Linked DNA regions of Macaca mulatta: region 2 is linked to region 1. A link is a contact called in public Hi-C data. All regions are on one chromosome and are shown on one strand. Each heading gives the region's core, a stretch centred on a gene start, on an enhancer-like site or on the middle of the called end of the contact. The rest is flanking DNA. Distances are from core to core; before and after follow the strand shown.

The links. Hi-C and Micro-C count contacts between places; a contact is called where the count stands out from the background.
Region 2: a contact with region 1 is called in a Hi-C map of fetal cortex germinal zone, with 2.2 times the contacts expected there. The contact joins the promoter of YWHAQ here to the promoter of GRHL1 in region 1. A contact is called at or near these places in 2 of 14 Hi-C or Micro-C datasets (fetal cortex germinal zone and liver).

What each region holds. Positions count from the first base shown.
Region 1 is chr13:114,861,932-114,864,628 of T2T-MMU8v2.0, reverse strand. It overlaps GRHL1 (grainyhead like transcription factor 1), which reads left to right and starts at 1,367. Exons shown (of 16, transcript XM_077960149.1): 1 at 1,367-2,418. The coding sequence starts at 2,399. It overlaps LOC144333917 (a long non-coding RNA gene), which reads right to left and starts at 1,252. Exons shown (of 2, transcript XR_013403065.1): 1 at 404-1,252.
Region 2 is chr13:115,189,023-115,191,719 of T2T-MMU8v2.0, reverse strand. YWHAQ (tyrosine 3-monooxygenase/tryptophan 5-monooxygenase activation protein theta) reads right to left here and starts at 1,325. Exons shown (of 6, transcript XM_077960165.1): 1 at 1,269-1,325; 2 at 487-862. The coding sequence starts at 780.

The DNA.
Region 1 (2,697 bases), core at 118-2,617:
AGGCGGGCAGATCGCCTGAGGTCAGGCGTTCAAGACCTGCCTGAGAGAGAGAGAGAGAGAGAGCGAGGAAGAAGAAGAAGAAGAAGAAGGAAGAAGGAAGAAGGAAGAAGAAGGAGAAGGAGAAAGAGAAGGAGAAGGAGGAGAAGGAGAAGGAGAAGAAGAAAGGAGGAGGAGGAGGAGGAGAAGAAGAAGATAATTGATTTAAACAGGAAACTAGTGATAAGAGCAAACAACAGGCTGCATGGATCCAGTGCTGGGACCAGGGTCAGAGGACAGAAACTGCGAAGGGTGGCCTCAAATGAGGCTGCCCATTCGGGTCCCTGAAGGCCTAGGACCAGGGCACAGAGGAGGGGGCTGCTGGCTGCAGGAGGGCCCTATGACCTCATGCTGCTCCTCACCTCACCTCCTTCCCTTGGCTTCCATGCTTCCATTGCTTCTGACCTCGGTGTCCCTGTCTTCTGTCTCCTCCACTGGCTCTTCTTCCCAGCCTTTCTGTGTCGGAGGCTCCTGGATCCAGCATGGGTCCCATCCTCTTTCCTCCCTGCCTTTCATGGCTTTAAATGGCCTCTAGATGTGGGCGGCGCCCAGACGTGAGCTTCAGCCCAGACTTCTCCCCTGCACTCCAGCCTCGTACTCAGGAGCCCACCTGATACATGGATTTGGATCTCCCATACATCTTGAGCTTAGCACGTCCAAAATGGACTCTTGTTCTTCCCCAAATCTTCTATGCCCTAGGTCTTCCGTATCCCAGGGGATGGCAAATCATTCCTCCAGTTGCCCAGCTGGAAACCCTGTAATCATCCTCGATTCCCTCCTCCTCTCACACCCCATATCCAATTTTCAGACAATCCTGTTGGTCCCACCTTCAAAGCATATCCAGAATTCGGCCACTTCCCACCACCTCACTCTATCATGGCAGTGGCCTCCTACCTGGTCCCCACCACGCAGCAGCAAAGAACTATTTTAAAATGTGAGATCCTGTCACTTCCCCGCTCCAAGCCCCTCCAATGCGTCCCCACCTCGCCCAGAGAAAAGCCACAGTCCTTACGGAAGCCGGCAAGGCCCTGCTCAATCCGCTCCCCTGCGACCACTATCTCTGACCGCAGCTCCCGGCTCCCTGTGTCCCTCCAGCCACCTGGGTCCCTTCACGGGTCACTGAACACACCAGGGTCCCTGCCTCAGGCACAGTCCCACCTTCGTGGCCCCTCATCTCCTTCAAGCCTGGCTCCTCCCCGCCTCCCCAGGGCCTGCCTGCTTTACCTTTCAACCAGCCACACCATTTACTTATTTTTGCATTGCCCGTTACCCCAACTAGGAAGGCGAGGAGTTGTGTCTGTTCTATTGACTGCCCTGTCTCCGGCGTCTGGGGCCGCGCCTGCACTAGTGTCAGGTCCGACGCTGGGCATGTGGGGACTCAGTGGGCAGACCCTGGGAAAGACGGCAGCTCGGGAAGGACAAGTGGGGGCTGTCGCAGTGGAGTGGTACCCGGGGCCGGCCCGGGGCGCGCGGCTGTACGGGCAGCGTGGGGCGGCCGCGCGGGGAAGTGGCGCCCGGGAGGCTGCGGGGCGGAGACATCGCGGAGCCCCAGGGCCTGCCGCCGAGGGGACCGCGGGAGCCGCGAGGGCAAGAAATGCTAAAAGCGCGCGGCCGCGGTGGGCCAGGAGAAGGGACATTCCGGAGATGGCTCTCGGGGGAAGTCACGGGACCCGGGTGTGACAGCCTGCGAGAACCGAGAGGTGAGACGCGCGACCGGGGAGCGCGGAGACCGGCAGAGGCGCCTCGGCCGGGCGAGCGCAGTGGCAGCGCGGGGCGCTGGGGCTGGAACAGCGGGCAACGTGGGCACGGGGTGCGGAGGCCTGAGTGAGCGAAGAAGGAGTCGGCTCCACGGCCCAGGCTCGTCGCGGAGGGGATGGCCGGGGACGCCGGGGGCGGCGGCCCGGCGCGAGCGGGAGCGCTCTAGGTGCGCGCGGAGGTCGGCGGGTGCGCGCCACAGCCGCCGCGCTCCCTCTCCAGTCAGGGCAGGCGCGTAAGACCGCGAGCCGGGCGCGCAGTCCCGGGCGCAACCTCGCGGAACGCGCGGCACTTGCCCCCAGCCCGCGCCGCTCGACCCCGTCAGCCCCGCCCCAGCGCCCCCTCTCTGACCAATCAGGAGGCTCGGCCGGCCTCCCAGCCCCGAGGCCCCACCCCCAGCCGGCGCATCGCCAGCCAATGAGCGGCCGAGCCCGGCGCCCAGTGCGCGCAGCCCGCGCGGAGCCGGCTCAGAGCGAGAAAAGCGAACCCAACCCGTCGGGGCCGCCGCTCCGGACCCGCAGCCACCGCCGCCTCCTCCCCCCGGATCGGGTGTACTGTCCCAACCCGAAAGTCCAGTTCTGCGGCCCGGCAGCGGCGAGCGGGCGCGATGACACAGGAGTACGACAAGTGAGTGAGGCGCGGGAGTCCGGCCGCCGCGGGGGGGCCGCGCTGAGGGGCCGCACCTGCAGCGAGCGAGCCGGGCGCAGACCCGAGGCCTCGCGGGCGGGCGGGCGCCAGGCACGGGCCGGGGGCCGGGGGCCGCTGTCCACTCCACGCCGCCACGGCCTCTGCCCCTTAGCCCTGCCCGGCTCTTTGTTCGGTCGGAGCGTCGGGAGGAGAGACCCCGTCCTCGGGGAAACTCGACACCGGAGGGGCCGCCCTCCTCGCCTCCTCCCCGGCCAGGTG
Region 2 (2,697 bases), core at 76-2,575, 330 kb before region 1:
TGGAGGGGAGCGCAACAGATACTCTTGCTTGAAAAATAAAGTATCTGTTCAGATTTTCGAAGTAAGTTTCCATTACTGGGTTTGGGAAAAAATCCCTACTACATTGTCTGTAACAAAAAGGTGCCTGCGCCTTCTTTCAACTGCCTGAAGCCATTAGAGAGCTCACAGATCTCCCCGCACAAGAAACTTGAAAACGCCTTTCAGTCTCGCAGAGACCTACTTGGATGTTTCCAAGTTCCATCGTTTGGTAGCTACCCAACATCTGGGGGAAAGAAAAAAAAAAAAAAAAGAACTTATCCTTGGAAAAGCAGCCTCTTGAGTCTCTAGAACCGGAGACACACAGAAGGGAAGCCAGGGCTCACCTGAAACCCTCCACCTCGGCAGAGTCCGGTAAGCCCCGGCTCACCTTTCTTTCCGTGCCCGCGAAACTCTCAATGAAAAGTATCGCACAAAAGGCCTCCCCTGCTCCCCGCGCCGAGGACTCACCAGGACCGTGGTGCAGATGGATCTCAGCTCGGACTCCACTTTCTCCCGATAGTCCTTAATCAGCTGCAACTTCTTGTCGGAGGTGTCGGTCTTCTGCTCGATGCTCGAGATGACCCTCCAGGCGGACCTGCGGCCCCCGACCACGTTCTTGTAGGCCACGGAGAGCAGATTGCGCTCCTCGTTGGACAGCTCGGCGCCCTGCTCGGTCACTGCCTTCATGCAGGTGGCCATGTCGTCGTAGCGTTCGGCCTGCTCGGCCAGCTTGGCCTTCTGGATCAGCTCAGTCTTCTCCATGGCGGGCGCGGGGCCGGGGCCGGGGCGGAGGGCGAGGAGAGCGAGGGAGAGCGCCGACCCGGAGCGGGAGGAGCCTCGAGAGCTGCGGAGGGGCGGGGCGGCGAGGCGAGAACAAAAAGCAGGGAGGGAGCGCCGTCAGACAATGCGGCCCGCCGCCCGCTTTTGTCTCTCGCACATGCGGCCGCTTGAATTTCCCTCTCCCCCGCCCCCGCCCCCGCCGGGCGCCCGGGGAGGCCGCGGCCCGCGACGGGAGGAGGCGGGGGCGGCGCGAAGGCCCCGCGCGCACAGAGCCCGAGCCGCGACCGCTCCCGCCACCCCCGCCCGGCCGGCTCAAGATGGAAGCGACCGTTGGCCCCGCACCTTCCCGCCCGGAGCCGTCCCTGAGGGGAGCGGAATCGACAGCCGGCTGCTCGCGAGGGCGGCACCTCCGCCCGGCCCTCAAGCCCAGAGCGGCCGTTGGATGCCCGCGGGCCGACCCAGGTGCTCACCTTCACGTCTCCGCGGTCGCGACGCGAGTCCCACCACTTTGATCTGCTTTTGGCTTTAGCTGAGGACCCTCCCGTCTCAGCCTACCCCGGAGCCGAGGGGCGGTCCGCCGCCCAATGATGCGCCGAGCTTGGCCCGAGAGTCCCGCCCCCCGACGCGCCGCTGGCCAATGAGGACTGAGCGCGCGGAAGGGGGCGAGGGGGGCGGAGCGGGAGGGAACGCGGAGGCTAGGAGGGTGGGTCGGCGCGGGGAAGTTCGGTTGGCCGGCAGGCTGCAGCTTCGGCCACGGGGTTTCCTCCAATTAGATCCAGGGTAAAAGGACGTCACTGTTGCCATGGCGATGCCGTTACCAACTCCCCTCAGCCTCCCCGCCACCCCGGCACTTCTGGGTGCGGCACGAGACCCAGAGGCGCGCACGACCTCCGAAGCGGCGACCACGTCTCCCGGTGCGGATGGTGCATTGCATCTCAAGGTCTCTGGCCGAGTCTGAACTGGAGGGTGACATATTCAGCTGTTTGGGAGCACAGGGGCCTTTCTTTCCTCCACCTTCCGATCTGTGACAAAGGTTTGGATCCCAAGATACTAAACCCAGACCTTAATCACGTTGCCATTAGGGCTGGGAATTAAGCAAACCGCATCCCTATTAAAGAATAATTGATTCCTGGAGACAGTGGCTTCAGTATGGCACGTACGTGATAAATTCAGGTTTTCAGATGGGCACCCTAAAACAAAAACTTCCCTTGTGAAAAGGTAGGTCCCAGAAGATCCAGGCGAGTCTCTGTGACAATGCCAAGTATTGTGGTTTTCTTTAAAATGGGAAATGACATTCAGCACAATCTGCAGGAAAACACCTAGAACCACCCCTTCCCACCCCCCCACAAAAACCCTGCCCATAACATCGCTCCCCGCAAAAAAGCAATTTTTATGTTTCTTTCAGGCTTTCCAGGTTATGCATCTAAATCCATAATTTTTCACATCATTGTCACATGCGCACACGCTTTTTGTTTCTGGTATTATTTGTAAGAGCACACTTGAAAAGCCGAAATCCTCTCCCTGGATGTCGATTTCTGATTTTCTCCTCCTGGGGAACACCCTGCTGAAGTGAGAAAGATTTCCCCAGGCCCCTCCCATTCAGGGTAATCCCTGGCAGCTCCCTTTCCTTTTAAACCACTCCTGTCTCTCTTGGCACTCCAGTCCCCTAACTCCATCCAGGTAGGGTGGCTGTCCTGCCCGTCTGGCGAGTGGCCTTTGTGCCATCTTAAGATGCGAATTGCCCTCTGGGTTCACGCTGCTATGATCCCGATTCCAGCAGGTCTAGGGAGAATGGATCATAGAAGGCCCAAGAATGCCACAGGCAAGAAAGAATTTCCCATTCTCGGTGGAGACCTGAGCGAATCCGGAGAATCTCTAGAATGGGAGATCTGAGAGTGC